4 separate regions of the Sus scrofa genome follow, and all the other regions are linked to region 4. Evidence: chromatin contacts called from public Hi-C and HiChIP or PLAC-seq data. All regions are on one chromosome and are shown on one strand. The core of a region is the stretch at or near the end of the contact, and the rest is flanking DNA. Distances in the headings are between cores, read along the strand shown. Region 1 overlaps LOC100520091 (a long non-coding RNA gene). Region 2 overlaps LOC100520091 (a long non-coding RNA gene). Region 3 overlaps LOC110255634 (a long non-coding RNA gene). Region 4 overlaps LOC110255736.

Region 1 (3,716 bases), core at 28-2,527, 300 kb before region 4:
ATCGATGTTCATTTTGAGCAGTAGAGGTGCAACGACAAACTGCCGTCCCAACCTTGGGATGACATCAGGTCTCTCACTCCTTGTGCCTTGTCCATGAACCAGTAGTCGTTGATTCCTTTGCTAGGGTCCTTTCTGTCCATAAATTTACATGCCTAGGTCATGTGTTATCTCAGGATGGACATATGTCACCCTTTCTAGCAAGAGGCATCTGAGCTATTAATAGTAGAACCAAATTCCTTCAGCCTTTGTAAACTCTGGGAGAAGATGCAATTGCATAACCTCGAGTCCCCTTATAAGAAGCCTGCTTGATGTCCCAAGTCCCAGAAAGGATAATCCCCACCAGGGCAGCTCAGGTGTCACTCTGCTCTTTCTCGGTTTCAGAAGGGATGACTGCAAATTGATGTCCTGCTCACTAAGGTCACTTAGAGTGAGCGTGAGGCCAAGAAGTGTAACCCTTCCTTGACCCCACTCCTTTGCCCTTGGAGGATGGGTAGTTATTGAATTGTCTTGAAAATACTACATCAGTCCACTGGAATTCGAAGAAAGCACGGTGGTTTAGAAGAATTAGTCCAGTGGGTCTGTGTTTGAATCCAGACTCTACTATATTGGGATACATGACTGAGTCTGGTTATCTAACCTCTCTGAGCCCGGGTCTCTGCATCCATTAAGCAGAATAACAACCATCTCATAGAGGTGTTGTTCAGACAAGTCCTATGTTTGCAGTGCCTGGCCCAGAGTAAGCTCTCAATACGACATGGCTATAATTAGGAGTGGAGTAAGCAGGGTTTATTTAGAGGTTCTTGGATGGTATGGGCAGAGATCAGTGAGGATGAGGATCGAGTTCTTCCCTGTGTGTTCTCTGGGGCACGGCCAGGGTGAGGACAGAGCTGCATATGGGCCATTAGATTGCTCCAGTGGTGGCACCTTCCTGGTAGTAGGAAGAGTTGGTACCGCAGTGGATGGTGAGAATTGTAGGCAACTGCTGTGCTGGAGAGCTGGGGCCTGGCCAGGTTTATGGGGCTCTTCCTGCACACCCCGCCTTGGTCAAAGTCCACCTCTTGCATATTCTTCCCTACAGGTGCAATACTGGTGGTGGACGCTGCTTGCAGTGTGACGGTAAGGTGCAAGCACACATGGTCCCATGTACTAGTGCCACCTGCTGTGGTGTTTCCCAGAGAAAAGAAGGGGGCAGCTCATGTCTGGGCACCTTGAGCCCTGGCTCCCCCTCCCTCCACCTGGAAAGAAGTGAAGAGCCATGTTTGGCCACTTGGCCTTACCTTTATTAATAGAAGCCTTGGTAACATCATCTGGGAGAAAAATAAAAGCCCTGGCAGAAGTGGGTATGTATTTTCAGATGACAGTTTATATTTAGACACTGGATTACGCCCCTTAGGAGACACGAAAGAAGAGGAAGCGAGACTGGGGCTGAGCATCTGGCCCGGACAAATGTCATCACTCAAAGAGATGGCGTTCAGCGCACGTGCACAGCAGAGTGGAGAAAAGTGGAAGACCCAGAGCTCGCCCGCCTCCGGCCCTCCGCACTGCCCGCGGTGCTGGGGGCACAGTCCCCAACATTAGGGCTGGACCAGCTGGGAGGGGGAGCCTGGCCACGGGGCACATTCATGGGCCAAAAACGTCCCTACTGGGCCAAGGAGTGACACGGACAAGGTGAAGTGAATGGATGGACACAGGGGCGTGAGGCCGAGCACGCCTCACCTCTGAGGTACACGTTGCCGTTTTGCTCCGAGGCCCTCTAAGGCCTCACGTCATCGTTTGAGGCAGAACTGGAGGCGGATGTGTTAACTTGGCACGCAGTTATCACCTGTCTGTGGAGGTGGTACAATCTGTTCTCGGATAATTTTTAAGTTAAAATTTTATTGTTGCTTCCTCTGAAGTCCATTAAGCACCATAAACACAAAAATGCTCCCCCCCCTTTTCTTCAGCTGCCTTCCTTGTGTTATCTCATTTTGTGCTCATAAGATCCATGTAAAAGTCGTTGAATAGCCCCAGACTTGTGAATATAAATGCTATTAATAGAATCATTGTAGACTTTTTTTTTTTAAATCCAGAGAAATGGTACTAAACATATTTTGAAAAACAGGAGTTCCCGTCCTGATGCAGCGGAAATGAATCCAACTAGGAACCATGAGGCTGTGGGTTCAATCCCTGGCCTTGCTGGGTGGGTTAAGGATCCGGTGTTGCTGTGAGCCGTGGTGTAGGCTGTAGATGCAGCTCGGATCTGGTATTGCTGTGGCTGTGGTATAGGCCGGCGGCTACAGCTCTGATTAGACCCCTAGCCTGGGAACCTCCCTATGCTGGGGGTGCGGCCCTGAAAAGACAAAAGACAAAAAAATAAATAAATCCACCCAGAGAAAACTACTTAATATTTTAGTGAACCTATTTCCATCATATTTCCATTCCTATTTTAAGTTGTTGAGCTGCTCTACATAAAATGCTGTGCCGTATTTTTTCAGCTAATCGTATACCATAAGTATTTACGATGCAAAAAAGTGGCTCAAATAGAAATAAGCTGGTAAGGGTTAGCTAGAGGCTGCCGTAAGCAGCTGAGAATGGTCCGAGTCAAGCTCATTTGTGCATTTTGGCATCACAGAGGCTCTTCCAAACACAGCAGGGGTGAAAAGATTAGTGCATCTGCTGGAAATTTGGGGTCAGTCATAAGCATGTAGTTAGGGAAAGTCATGTGAGGTTCAGCTTTACGCTCTGGAATCATGTCACCGTTTAAAGATGACATCAGGGCGTTCTGGGCTTATGCGCTCCTAACGACTTCCAGACCGAGTGCATTCCATGAATGGTCGGGAGGATGAAGCCTCTGGATGCTGCGGCCTGCAAAGCCCACCTGGGGCTGACTCACCCAGCTGGACTGCCTTTTTGCAGACATCGTGGTTCATCACAATATGGATATTATAACTGCAAAGGCCATAGATAGATACAGACAGACAGACAGACATAGATTCATAGATGGCGACATAGATACATAGAGACACCTGTCTATATCCATCTATCTCTATATCCGTATCTATCACTTTTCTGTATCATCTATCTATCTATCAGTCTATTTTTCTATCTAAGGGTTTCAGGGTAAGATGTTACAGCAACAAAATATCACCCCTGAGATCATCCTTGAGGGGACTTAGAGGAAAATTTTCATACACATATAACTGCATTCCCTGAGCTGAGAGCCTGTCCCTGTTGACCCAGGGCTCCTTCTCCTGCTGAACCATGGCTCATCACGGGGGCAGGTCCCGATCAGCCAGGCTGGCAGAGTATCAGCAGAAGCTGACTAGCATACCCAGAGCATTGGTCTCATCAGAATTCCAGGAGGCACCTCATTCTTGCTATAGGCAACTTAAAATCTGAGAATCATGAGAGATAATCATCAGACAAGATGGTGCTTGGACAAAAAAGGATCAAGTACATATTAAAAGTACCAATTAAAAGCCATTACTCTATGAGTTTCTTAAGTGAATGCTCTTCCAAGCCACTGGCATAGGTTGTTATTCCTTATGAATAACTAGTCATTGTACATTCACATGCTGTGCAACAGAGCGTCAAGTCCTAACTACTCCTTGCCTATGTCTTCATTGGAACAGCAATAAAAATAGCATCTCACCCATAGATGCCAAACTATAGCATAACCCAGGTCGTGATGATTAAGTAAATGAAACCATAAATCATAGAACAGTGACGGGCAGGTA
Region 2 (3,718 bases), core at 863-3,362, 280 kb before region 4:
GAAGTTTTGAAGTTAGCCAACAAGAAAAATTCATCTACTCGCTCCTTGATTCATTCATTTGAAAAATACCAATTGCATCCACCAGGGCTTGGGTCCAATGTCAAGTCCTGAGGTTACATCTGTGAACAAGGCATAGTCTAGACACTCAAAAGTGCTCACTTGCAAGTGAGGAGAGCCACCCATAAGCGGGCCTTGATCATGCAAACTGATGAGATAGGAGATGGGAGAGGGCAAAGTGCGGAGGACACACCTGGGAGGCTACCAAGCCCGCCTCCAGAACTCCCTGGGGAGTCGCGTGGCATGTTTGATGCCTGCAACTCACCCCAGTGACACTTTGTTATTCTTTACGGTTAACGTGTATACAAGGAAGTGATTAAACAACATGAGTGGGGTGTGTGTGTTTGTGTTTATGCACGTAAAAAAGGATCCTGAACAGAACCACAGCTTGTGACAGGATAGTATTTAAATATTTAAATACTGAAGCTCGTGGTTTTATTTATTTATTTATTTATGTATTTGAAGCTGAAGCTCAGAGAAAGGATTTGATGTCTTAGACCCCAGGGCTGAGCCGTATCTGGAACCCAGGTCTCCAAGCTCTCTACATGCACCGATTTAATATTTACAGCTGTAACCTTTGTACATCTTACCCAGAAGAAGGGCCCCTGGTCACGGAGGCTCAGAAGACGGAATCTCTAGGCCATATTTGACCACCAAGAATCTGGGAGAGCCTCAATTCACTGTCCCGAGTTCCATCTGCCCATCTGTAACCTGAGCAAGGGCTTCGCCACGTCGTCTGGTGTCCCCGACAGTTATTCAGAATAGATGAGAGTGTCTTATCCACAAATACGCTGAACACAAGTATTGTTGAAGAAAGGAGTTTAGACACACACACACACACACACACACACACACACACACACACACATTATGCCAATGCATCGCCCTTCTCAGATTCAGAAGCCACTGCTGGTGTTCTCCTTACTCCGAGTCTCGGGAGCACTGGCCTGTACAGCTGACATCAAAAACAGAATGGTTTCCTATTGGAAACGACAATCTATGAGCTGTTGCAGGACAAGCCCTGGGGTGGGGAGGCTCTGATCTTCTAGAACCTGCTGGTGGGCTGCTGCTGCAGGTACCCAGCCCTGGACCTGAGCCACGGAACAGACACTGAGGAGGGCAAAGACAGAGAGAACGAACCAACTGACCACGGAAGATAATGACCCCAGTGAAACCAAGTGCCTAAAGGGGACAGACGTCCATGTGGGAGAGGAGGAGAGGAGAGAGGGAGAGAGAGCAACAGAGAGACGTGGAGGAGGAGGAAGAGGAGGAGCAGGAGGGAGGAGGAAACAAGAGAACAGGAGCACGTGGGAGCTTCGAGTCAACAGTCGAGACCCAAATGAACGACATGGAAGATCAAGCTGAAGGACGCTATGAAGCCTGGAGCAAATATTCGAGCCTCACTCTCAGTAAGACAAAGAGCCTGGATAAAATCCCTTTAAGGTGAGACTGCACAAAGCATCGTGCTGGATCTGCTGGGCAGCTCCCCAGAACTCCAGCCCCTGTGGCCAATGCCAGGGGGAAGAGTTTGGGGTCTGGTGCGTTCTGGACCCAGATTCCCATGGTAGCATTTAGCCGCTAGATTATCCCGAGCCTGGGAGATGTTGACACCCCCCCCCCTTTCCCTGGGCCAGTGTCAGCCCCAGGCACTGTGCTGAGGTTGTGTAGAAAGGGGCAGGCTCCCCCTGGAGATCCCCACCCAGGGATCCCCGGGCAACACTCCTCCAAGGACTTTTCTTCTCTAGGAACTCGCTTCTGTCAGCCTCTCTTGTCTGTCCACTGGCTCCTAAGCCTTCCATCTGCAAGTTCAGTTTCTAAGTCAACAGGACCCCCAGACAGGCCTCCGGTCCCCTTGGGGGAACTGTCAGGATCTGTGTGTGTGTGTGTTGCAAGCAAGCTCATTGCATGGACCTGGCACAGGCGGGATCCAGCTCCCTTCCAGGGCCACGTGACCCTGGCAGCATTACTCACTTGGGTGCCCTCCAGCAGGGGCAGCTGGGGACACCTCCCTAGAGTGACTACAGCGTTTATCACGGGGATGACTCAGCCCGCCCGAGCCTCTCTCTCCCTGAAAAGGGAATCTGAGGCCAGGGCCGGGGTGAGAGTGTCCATTAGACCATCTATAGCCTCGGGAGCCCGGAAACTCCCCTCACCTGGGAAGCACGCAGGACGGACGGACGGGATGAGTAAAGCTCAGGTCAGTGGCTCAGAAACTCAGAGTGAAGCATGACTTTATTCTAGAAGCTTGGGTGACCGGTGGGGCTCAGGATCTGGAACCCTCAGGGAGATCCTACTCAGCCACCTGATGGCAATATTTTCATTGCACATTTCCATGCATTCCATCTAACTGATTTCACTCTCATCTTTATTTCGTCTTTGTCATTTCTAAGGCTTGTCAATAATTGATCCCTAAGTAGAGGAGTGACATAGCACAGTCATAGGGTGGGTTCCGCCTGGTTTCCTGGTCAAGGACAGGCTCTATTTCCTTTGTCTGAGCAGGCGATGTTGGTCTCTCCGCATCAGAGAGCTCTACCTGTCTAGCTGTGTCCATCCATCTTTCTGTCATCTATGAGACTGGTCTCACCTCCCCGTTGGCCTCCTCCCCAGGGCTAGCTTCCCCTCGTGGTCCTCGTCCCCAGGGCATCCAGCACGCTGATGAGCACGTGGCGGATACTGACTCCACTCTTGTTGCTTGCTTGTTTACAATCTTAAAGACCCAAGGGACAGGAGTTTCACAGCCTCGCCAGTTGCTAAATCCAAGATCTAAATTCACTCAGAGCTTTTGAGAACAAAAGTCTTCATGTTGCCTGCCATCTCTTACGCGATTGCAAAACCAACATCTGTGGCTTCATTGGTTAATTTCTCTCCACTGGCCTCTTGCTTAACTCTGAGATGTTCTGATGTTACTATGGATAATAGTTCCTGGAGGTTTATGATGAAAACAACTGTTATTTTTACGGTGTGTAATCACTTACAAAATGCCTCTGCAGGTATTTTTACTTAGTGCCTCGCACTCTGTGGTGTAAGTGCACCTTGCAGCCTTTGACTGCAGAGGCATAACCGGCTCGGGGGGCAGGTGCTGCTCTGAAGTCCAGGGCGCGTCTGTAGTGTGTCTGATGGTCCTTTTGGCCCCTTCCGGTGCCCCATCCTATTTTCTCCTACACGCATTGTCCCTAATAAATGTTCTTGCTCACTTGCGCCGTCTTCACACCTGCTTCTCAGAGGACCCAGCCTCTCCAGAGTGGCCACAGGGCCCCTTCTCTGGGTGGCCAGAGCATACCCTGGATTTCTCTCCATCAGAGGATGGAGTCAACTGCATCCTGCCTCCTGCCTGTTCCTGTCTGTCTCCCATCGGACCTGAATCACTAACCATAATGTAATAAGATGGATGCTGGAAGTGCTGGAGGAAGGGATTCATTGCACTGGGGAGCTGAGGGATGAGCCCCGGGAGAGCCAGAGGGCTTTGCAGTCGAGAGACCCTCAGCTGCGTCTTGAAGGATGGGTGGAATCCAGTAAAGACAATGGTGTCAGTACTGGATGCGGTGGAAACAAAATGAGGAAAGTGATGGTCTTTTGGAGCCTGAGAACTGTGCTAGTATGGCTGGACCGTCCCTGCAGAAGTGCAGCAGCTGTAATGGAAATGTCATGCTGAATGATTTTT
Region 3 (3,620 bases), core at 246-2,745, 500 kb before region 4:
TGATTATATAATCATGTGCGGCACATGGGATGCACGTCTTTGGGTGAGGAGATTAAACCTTTGGTATCTTCTCCAGCTGAGCAGATCTTAAAACATACGCTTTGAATTGTCCCTTCTTTCTTGGTATTTTTCCAAGGTCCTACAAAGCGAGTTATACCCACTTATTTCCAGGAAACAAATTGAGGGAGAAATTACAGGGAGGGAAAGTAGTTGGTTTATTGTATATGTGGCTCTATTCTGCAAACCCATAAGGAGAAAGAGGAAGGGCATTTTATCTCTGGGACCGGAAAAGATGCAGGATTTGGAGAGGAAGGCCTGACTTACCTCAAAAACATGGTCTTTGATGGAATGGAGGGCTTCCAAAGGGGGTGATTTCAGGAGCCTTCAAAGAATTTCTTAGTCTACAAAACCTCCCCAAGCAGGCTTACTTTTTACAGAAATTTGTAGACTCTATAACAAAGACTTTGATTTTATAACTAGCAAGATTAATAATAATTACCTGCATTTTGGAAACTTCTCTTTCTTTTTTTTTTTTTTTTGCTTTTTAGGGGCAAACCCTCGGCACATGGAGATTCCCAGACTAGGGGTCAAATCGGAGCTACAGCTGCTGGCCTATATCACAGCCATGGCAATGCCAGATCCTTAACCCACTGAGCAAGGCCAGGAATTGAACCCACAACCTCATGGTTCTTAGTTGGATTTGTTTCTGCTGTGCCACCATGGAACTCTGAAATTTCACTTTCCATGGCATTTTGAAAGTCAAACATGGCAACAAGTACTGTAATAGTTTCTCTTTTTTGAACTTAGATTTTACTCAGTAGTAGCTTTTATGTTTTATAATGGCTTTTCTGTTTTATCACCACTCTGCATCTTTTCGCACTCTGATTATTTCCGCTTTAACAATCAGCACTTCAAAGGTCATGGGGAAAAATCAAAGTGGCTGCCTTTTTAAAGTGGCTTGGGGTTGGTTTTTTGGTTTGGGTTTTTTTGTTTGTTTGTTTGTTTCCTGTCTTCTATTTTTTATCTATTTTTTTGGGTTTTTTTGTTTGTTTGTTTTTTCCTGTCTTCTATTTTTTATGCCTTTTTAAAGTGGCTTGGAGTTGGTTTTTTGGTTTGGGTTTTTTTGGGTTTTTTTTTTTTTCCTGTCTTCTATTTTTTTATCCTACTTGCCACATCAGCTGGAGCCTGACTTTTCTAGAACTGAGGCTTCTGTGTTTATCACACAGCACAGGATGGAGTCTGTCCGACGTGCTGCTGACGGGTCCCCTCGTAGCCGTGTCAGAAAGCCAGCTTCTTATCCAAGGAAAGTTTAAAAACCGATATACATGTTGGAACACAAGAATCCTTCATCTCTGATTCTTTTCTTGTTGAAATTCGAGCAGGTTTCCCCAAGCAGATCATGGGCGGGCTGGCAAAACACATGAACAGCAAGGGGTAGATGTGCTCGTCCTCAGGATCATTCGTTTTGCTGATGAAAACGCAACTAAAAAGTCTGCAGCACCCCCCAGGGCCCCAAAAGACAGGAGGATTCACGTAATTGAAATGGCATGTGGCTTGGGTTTCACTTTCTCCCAGTGAGAACTTGGAAAGCCGAAGACCCGGCAGGGAGGAATCCATCGGTGGCCGGGCCGAAGCCTCGGACCCCGTCCCTCCCTTCCGTCACAGCTTTATTATTCCAGAGAAACCAGGAAGGGCCAGGTCCACCCCGGGAGTGGGGTCTTTGAGCTAGAGTAGACTGAGATAGTGGTTGGCTTTGAGAAAGTCTCAGTAAAGTCAACGGGCAGTTCCTGAGCAGAAACCGCCCCTTGGAGGAGCCCAGCCCAGAAACGCCCCCATTTCCAGGGCAGCCTGACTGTGCCAGGCGTTGGCTGCAAGCTGCTGGTGGGAAGCACGGCCTCTGCACCAGCCCCGCGGGGATGTGCAGGCACAGAGGCCCGTGGGTTGTCAGTGGTTATGCTCCTGATGCTCAGAACGGGAGTCCTGAGTAGCACACCATCAAGGGCCACCAGCGGGGGCTTAGCTGTGCATAAAGGGGACATGGAAGAATTATCCCACCCCCTTTTTTTTTTGCTTTCTAGGGCCGCAACCGTGTCATATGGAAGTTCCCAGCCTAGGGGTCGAAACGGAGCTGTAGCTGCCGGCCTACACCACAGCCACAGAAACACAGGATCCAAGCTGTGTCTGTGACCTACACCACAGCTCACGGCAACGCCGGATCCTCAACCCACTGAGCGAGGCCAGGGATCGAACCTGCATCCTCATGGATCCTAGTTGGGTGCGTTACCGCTGCGCCACAAAGGAAACTGCAGGGAAGAATTATTCTAATTTAAGAAATGAGTGTGAATGCACATGAATGAAGATAAGGAGATCAGAAAAGCCATAGAATTTATATTAAAAAAGAGGACAGTGTGTTCACAGCCATCATGTCTGAAAAGAACTAAAGCTTAAAAGAGCTCAGAGGGAGAAAGGGACACTTTTTCTTTAAGACTCACTTGAAGCATGAATAGAAATGAGAAAGCTGTAGCTTCTTTTCATGGAAAAGACAGAATGCACTAAAGTATTCATTGATGTGCCCCACCAAAATCTGTCGGCTGTCCCACCGTGCACAGAATTCAGCTAAGCACCAGGGATACCAATGAGAGAGAATTTCTCTTCCATTAACATGTCCAGGGCCATGGACCCTTTAGAGAATCTTACGAAGCCACCACCAAAGATGGCAAAGGGTTTGTGAGGGACGAAGTGGGGAGAAAGATGCTAAGTGGTCAAGGGATGAAGGAAGACAAGATAATCAGTAAATATTTGCCAGAAAATATTCACCAGAATCATGCAGTAAATATTCGCCAGAATCGTGCCTGCAAATCCATGGACCCCTCCACTCTCCAAAAGCAGGAGACCGAGGCACTTGCCTTCATTATCGTATAAACTCTAAATCTCAAATTCCTAACACATACCTGTATTCTCTGAGAGAATGATTTTTCAGAGAAGAAAGAAGAACAGATACTCAGCAGGATAAGGAAAAAACATCATAAGAAATGACAATCTGTCCTCTGTGATTTTCCGTCTCGTGGCTGTAACACATTTTATCTCAGGATACTCAAGGGCTGTATGCAAATGACACTGCTAACTCACAGCCTGTTTTCTTCCAGAAAACATGAGAAGCAGAATACGTCTCGGGTAAATGAAGGCATGATCTCCCCAAAGTGGAAAAATACAAGTAAACAAGCAAACATGTCAGTAATCCTGAGGAGGCTTCGAGACCGGGTTATGTGTTCTTAGGAAGGGAGACGTCACCAGAAAACAGTACGGATTTAGTCAAAGCAGAGTGTAGCTCACTATCTTTTTGTGGTACGTTATCACTAGACTGGCAGGTTAGGGACCAGGGTAAACATCATATTCTGTACTTTGATCAAGAATTCACAGGTTGCCGGCATTCCCATAGTGGCGCAGCGGAAATGAATCTGACTGGTATCCATGAGGTTGCAGGTTCGATCCCTGGCCTCATTCAGTGGGTTAAGGATCCGGTGTTGCCATGAGCTGTGGTGTAGGTTGCAGACTCGGCTCAGATCCCGCATTGCTGTGGCTGTAGTGTAGGCTGACAATTGCCGCTCCGATTGGACCCC
Region 4 (3,447 bases), core at 496-2,995:
CTAAAAAGTCACTGGCCCAGACAGCCCTAGTTTCAGAGCCCAGTGGTGAGGGCACTGGCCTGTCCTGACCACCTGGCCTTCCCCCTGACTGGGGGACAACGGGGACCGGCCCAGGCCGGAGGCTCACAGGCCACTTCCGTGTTGACAAATGTCTTAAACTGGCCATGAGGACAGCCACCCTGTGGCACCCAATGAGCCCATGCTGTTTATAACATGAGGTACGACTCTGGACAAAAATAAAGCCCTGATCTGCCTGGAGAACAGGTGTGTGTCTGCCTTTCCTTTGAAGCACCATTGATGACCCAACAAGAAGGCGCTGCATAGCCTTTAAGGAGCAGCTTCTAGACACTTTCTAATCCGAGACAAAGGAGCACCTCTGCTGCTCCCAGGGGGCTGCTGCATCTCCCACCCCCCTGCTCCATCAGAGGTGAGAGGTAATACACCCCCCCATCTCTACCATACCCCCCACCCCCGCCCAGAACTTGCCAGTGATTCATCTTCGTTTCCTAGGATGAAACAACCTTGCAGGTGCCCTGAACACTAACTGAGGAAGCTGGTGTCCCTAAGGTGCCACCCTGCCCTGCCCCTCCATCCAGGAGCCAGCAGTACCTGGAGGAAAACGGCGGAAGAGCAGAGAGTGGATGGTAAAAGTTTACAAAGCTCGGGAGGGACCAGGGCTGGGCTGACCCAAGCAAAACGAAAGGACTGGTGGGACTGGCGGGGCGCACCTCCATCCGAGGCCCCTCCTCTGGGCGGAACTCCCCCTCTGCCGTCTGGCCGCTGGATCTGCAATCCTCTGGGGTTCTGATTGGTGCGCATTCATTCAGAGATGTTCAGCCCCTCTGGCAAACACCCTGCCCTTTGCATCCATATTTTACAGGTGAGCGCAGAGCGCTAAGGCTTTGGTGGAAGGTCATTTCCAAGGTCAAAGGGCTAGCTCGTGGCAGAGCTGGAAAACAGGACTGTTGGGCCTGAAGCCACCCTTTTACCCCTGTACCTCCCTTTCTAAACCCACCTGGGAGGCACTTTGCAGTAGAGTCTACAGAGTGTGGAGAAGAGTGGCGAGAGGATTGTGAACTTGCCTGAGGGCCAGGAAATCCAAAAATCCCCTTGCAGTGGCGTTAGAGGCCGGGGCGGGGGGGGGGGGGGGGGGGGGGTGCCGGCGGAGGGTCTGGGGAGTAGTCTGGCCCCATCACCATGACAACATGCAACCCGACTTCCTCTCTTGGTGTGATCGTCACTCTGCTCACCCTCTAACAAGGACCCCGGCGAGGAAAGCCATCCCTATTCTAACTGGTGAAACACTGAGGCTCAGAGACGTGGCGAGGTGCGGGGAAGAGCCAACAGACGATGGGAACGGTCTTTGCAGGACAACTGCGCATTTATGAAACCGTCACGGCAGAAGAACATCCGTGCCAGATCCCGGGCCCATGGCTGGGCCCAGCTGCCTCCCATTCTCTCCTGAGGCCAGGCCTGCTGCGAGGTTTCATTACATTGCGTGTTTTTATCATTTGATATCTGTAGCCAGATGCCTGTAGGCAATAAATGCCCTTCTCCATCAGTTGAAGCAAAAAAATGTACCTGCCATGGCTGTATTTGCTTCACTGGGCCGCTGACTTATTTTAAGAACTAAATCTTGCCTGTTACTATATTTTTCACTCTGGGGTGCGTGTGCTCCAGGACCGACAGTGATAACTTACACCCAAGGCAGAGCTTCCTCTCGCGCGAGAACGTAGCGCCACCTAGTGTCCACTTGCTCCACCGCAACCAAAAGAAATAACAGCGGTAACCTTGACAAAGTTTGCGCTCTCAAGAACTTCTTACACGCATTTTTCTCTTCTCACATAACGGAGCTTGCCTGCAGCAGTATATTCGTCTTATTTTTAAGATAAATAAGTTAAGACACGAGGCTCCAGCAAGAAAGCTGAGTAAGTTTTCCACTTGCCAACCCGGGGGGAGGGGGGGGTCATACTTTCCAACTTGGGTGGCTGTCATTTATAAACGATGAGCTCATGAGAGACGAGGGCTCATGCAACGCCCAGGTGCCCAGAACACCACCGCGCAGGAAGGCAGCCCTCCCGCGGGACCTGATGCAATCGTCTTGGCTTTATTTAGCCTTTCGTACCAGCGTCTCTACGCTCTCGGGGCAGGCTTATCCTCACAGCACCCTTAAGGGGTATAGATCTCAGTGTGGGGGGTTTCCGTTGTGCTAACAAAACCAGTATCCATGAGAATGCAGGTTCAATCCCCGCCCTCCCTCCGTGGGTTAAGGATCCAGCTCCTGCGTGAGCTGTGGTGTAGGTCGCAGGGGGGAATCTCAGGGTTATTAGTATTTTGTTTTAGGGCCGCACCTGCGGCATAGGGAGGTTCCCAGGCTAGGGGTCAGATCAGAACTGCAGCTGCCTGCCTACACCCCACCACAGCAACGTGGGATCCTTAACCCACTGAGTGGGGCCAGGGATCAAACCCACATCCTTGCAGATACTCGTCGGGTTCGTTACCCCACGAGCCACAATGGGAACTCCATCAGCGTTATTAGATGCAGGTTCCCACAAGAACTCACTTCCTCTGCAGCAGTGAGGGTAGATGTGGGACTGCCCACAGCCCCCTAAACTCAGTGCCTCTTTGCCAGTGCAAGAACCAAATCCATCACCCCAACACCATCCAACAGTTCTGACCTTCAAGCTCCTAATTCTTTTCAGATATCCAGAGTAGGGTCTCTCCATCTTGGTACCACTGGGTTGAATGGGCTGGGGGGGCTCCGTCCTGTACACTAGGAATGGTCAGCAGCGAACCTGGTCTCTACCCACTAGGTGGCAGTAGCGTCCCTCTCCCCATGAAGACGATCGGAATAGCTCCAGGCCCCGCCAAATGTTCCCTGGGGGTCCAAACCCAGCACTGGTTGAGACCCACTCTTCTAGAAGGCAGGTACACAGAAATGTAAAAATAAAAATACTACTAGTGATAACAACTACTGCTCCTGCTACCATTTAAAAGGCACGAATCAGGAGTTCCACTGGGGCACAATGAGTTAAGATCTGACTACAGCGGCTCGGGTCACTGCAGAGGTACAGGTGTGACCCTTGGCCAGGGCAGTGGGTTAAAGGATCCCACTTTAACTTTGTAAGTTGTAACTGCGGTTCGGATTCAGTCCCTGTCCCGGGAACATGCACATGCCATGGGTGCAGCCATACACTAAAATAAAATAGACACGAAAATAAAATAGAATAAAAGGCAAAAATTACATGCTACGAGCCCTATGAGTTTATCTTATGTAATCTTCACAACCAAGAAACCAGTCTGCGTTGACTCTCTAAGGAAAGAAACACTTTCATTACAGATAAAATGAGGCTCAGAGATGTTAGGTAACAGGCCAAGGTCACATAGCCGGTAGTGGCAAAGTCACCATTTAAAACCAGGCTCCTGTGACTCCAAAACCTAGCTCTT

The links. Hi-C and Micro-C count contacts between places; a contact is called where the count stands out from the background. HiChIP or PLAC-seq counts read pairs in DNA pulled down with a chosen protein or histone mark.
Region 1: a contact with region 4 is called in a Hi-C map of skeletal muscle, with 14 times the contacts expected there. The contact joins two enhancer-like sites. A contact is called at or near these places in 4 of 47 Hi-C or Micro-C datasets (embryonic fibroblasts, psoas muscle and skeletal muscle) and 1 of 2 datasets of contacts at active chromatin or transcription factors (skeletal muscle).
Region 2: an H3K27ac HiChIP or PLAC-seq map of skeletal muscle shows a contact between it and region 4, with 4 times the contacts expected there. The contact joins two enhancer-like sites. A contact is called at or near these places in 2 of 47 Hi-C or Micro-C datasets (embryonic fibroblasts and skeletal muscle) and 1 of 2 datasets of contacts at active chromatin or transcription factors (skeletal muscle).
Region 3: a contact with region 4 is called in a Hi-C map of heart right ventricle, with 1.9 times the contacts expected there. The contact joins two enhancer-like sites.

Annotation. Positions count from the first base shown.
Region 1 is chr10:11,003,519-11,007,234 of Sscrofa11.1, forward strand. The region is part of intron 3 of LOC100520091 (a long non-coding RNA gene); the gene reads right to left. Among named protein-coding and RNA genes, the nearest start is that of DUSP10, 100 kb to the left of the region's middle. Within about 2 kb of position 1,278, at least 5 of the 83 cell types and tissues checked have an H3K27ac peak or open chromatin away from gene starts, as enhancers often do. A contact at or near this core is called in skeletal muscle, where this site is marked.
Region 2 is chr10:11,023,634-11,027,351 of Sscrofa11.1, forward strand. All of the region lies in intron 2 of LOC100520091 (a long non-coding RNA gene), which reads right to left. LOC110255581 (a long non-coding RNA gene) reads left to right here. Exons shown (of 2, transcript XR_002336123.1): 1 at 1-2,254. Among named protein-coding and RNA genes, the nearest start is that of DUSP10, 120 kb to the left of the region's middle. Within about 2 kb of position 2,113, at least 28 of the 83 cell types and tissues checked have an H3K27ac peak or open chromatin away from gene starts, as enhancers often do. A contact at or near this core is called in skeletal muscle, where this site is marked.
Region 3 is chr10:10,805,891-10,809,510 of Sscrofa11.1, forward strand. All of the region lies in intron 3 of LOC110255634 (a long non-coding RNA gene), which reads left to right. Among named protein-coding and RNA genes, the nearest start is that of DUSP10, 98 kb to the right of the region's middle. Within about 2 kb of position 1,496, at least 6 of the 83 cell types and tissues checked have an H3K27ac peak or open chromatin away from gene starts, as enhancers often do.
Region 4 is chr10:11,301,621-11,305,067 of Sscrofa11.1, forward strand. All of the region lies in intron 2 of LOC110255736, which reads right to left. Among named protein-coding and RNA genes, the nearest start is that of TRNAT-UGU, 10 kb to the right of the region's middle. Within about 2 kb of position 1,746, at least 27 of the 83 cell types and tissues checked have an H3K27ac peak or open chromatin away from gene starts, as enhancers often do. A contact at or near this core is called in skeletal muscle, where this site is marked.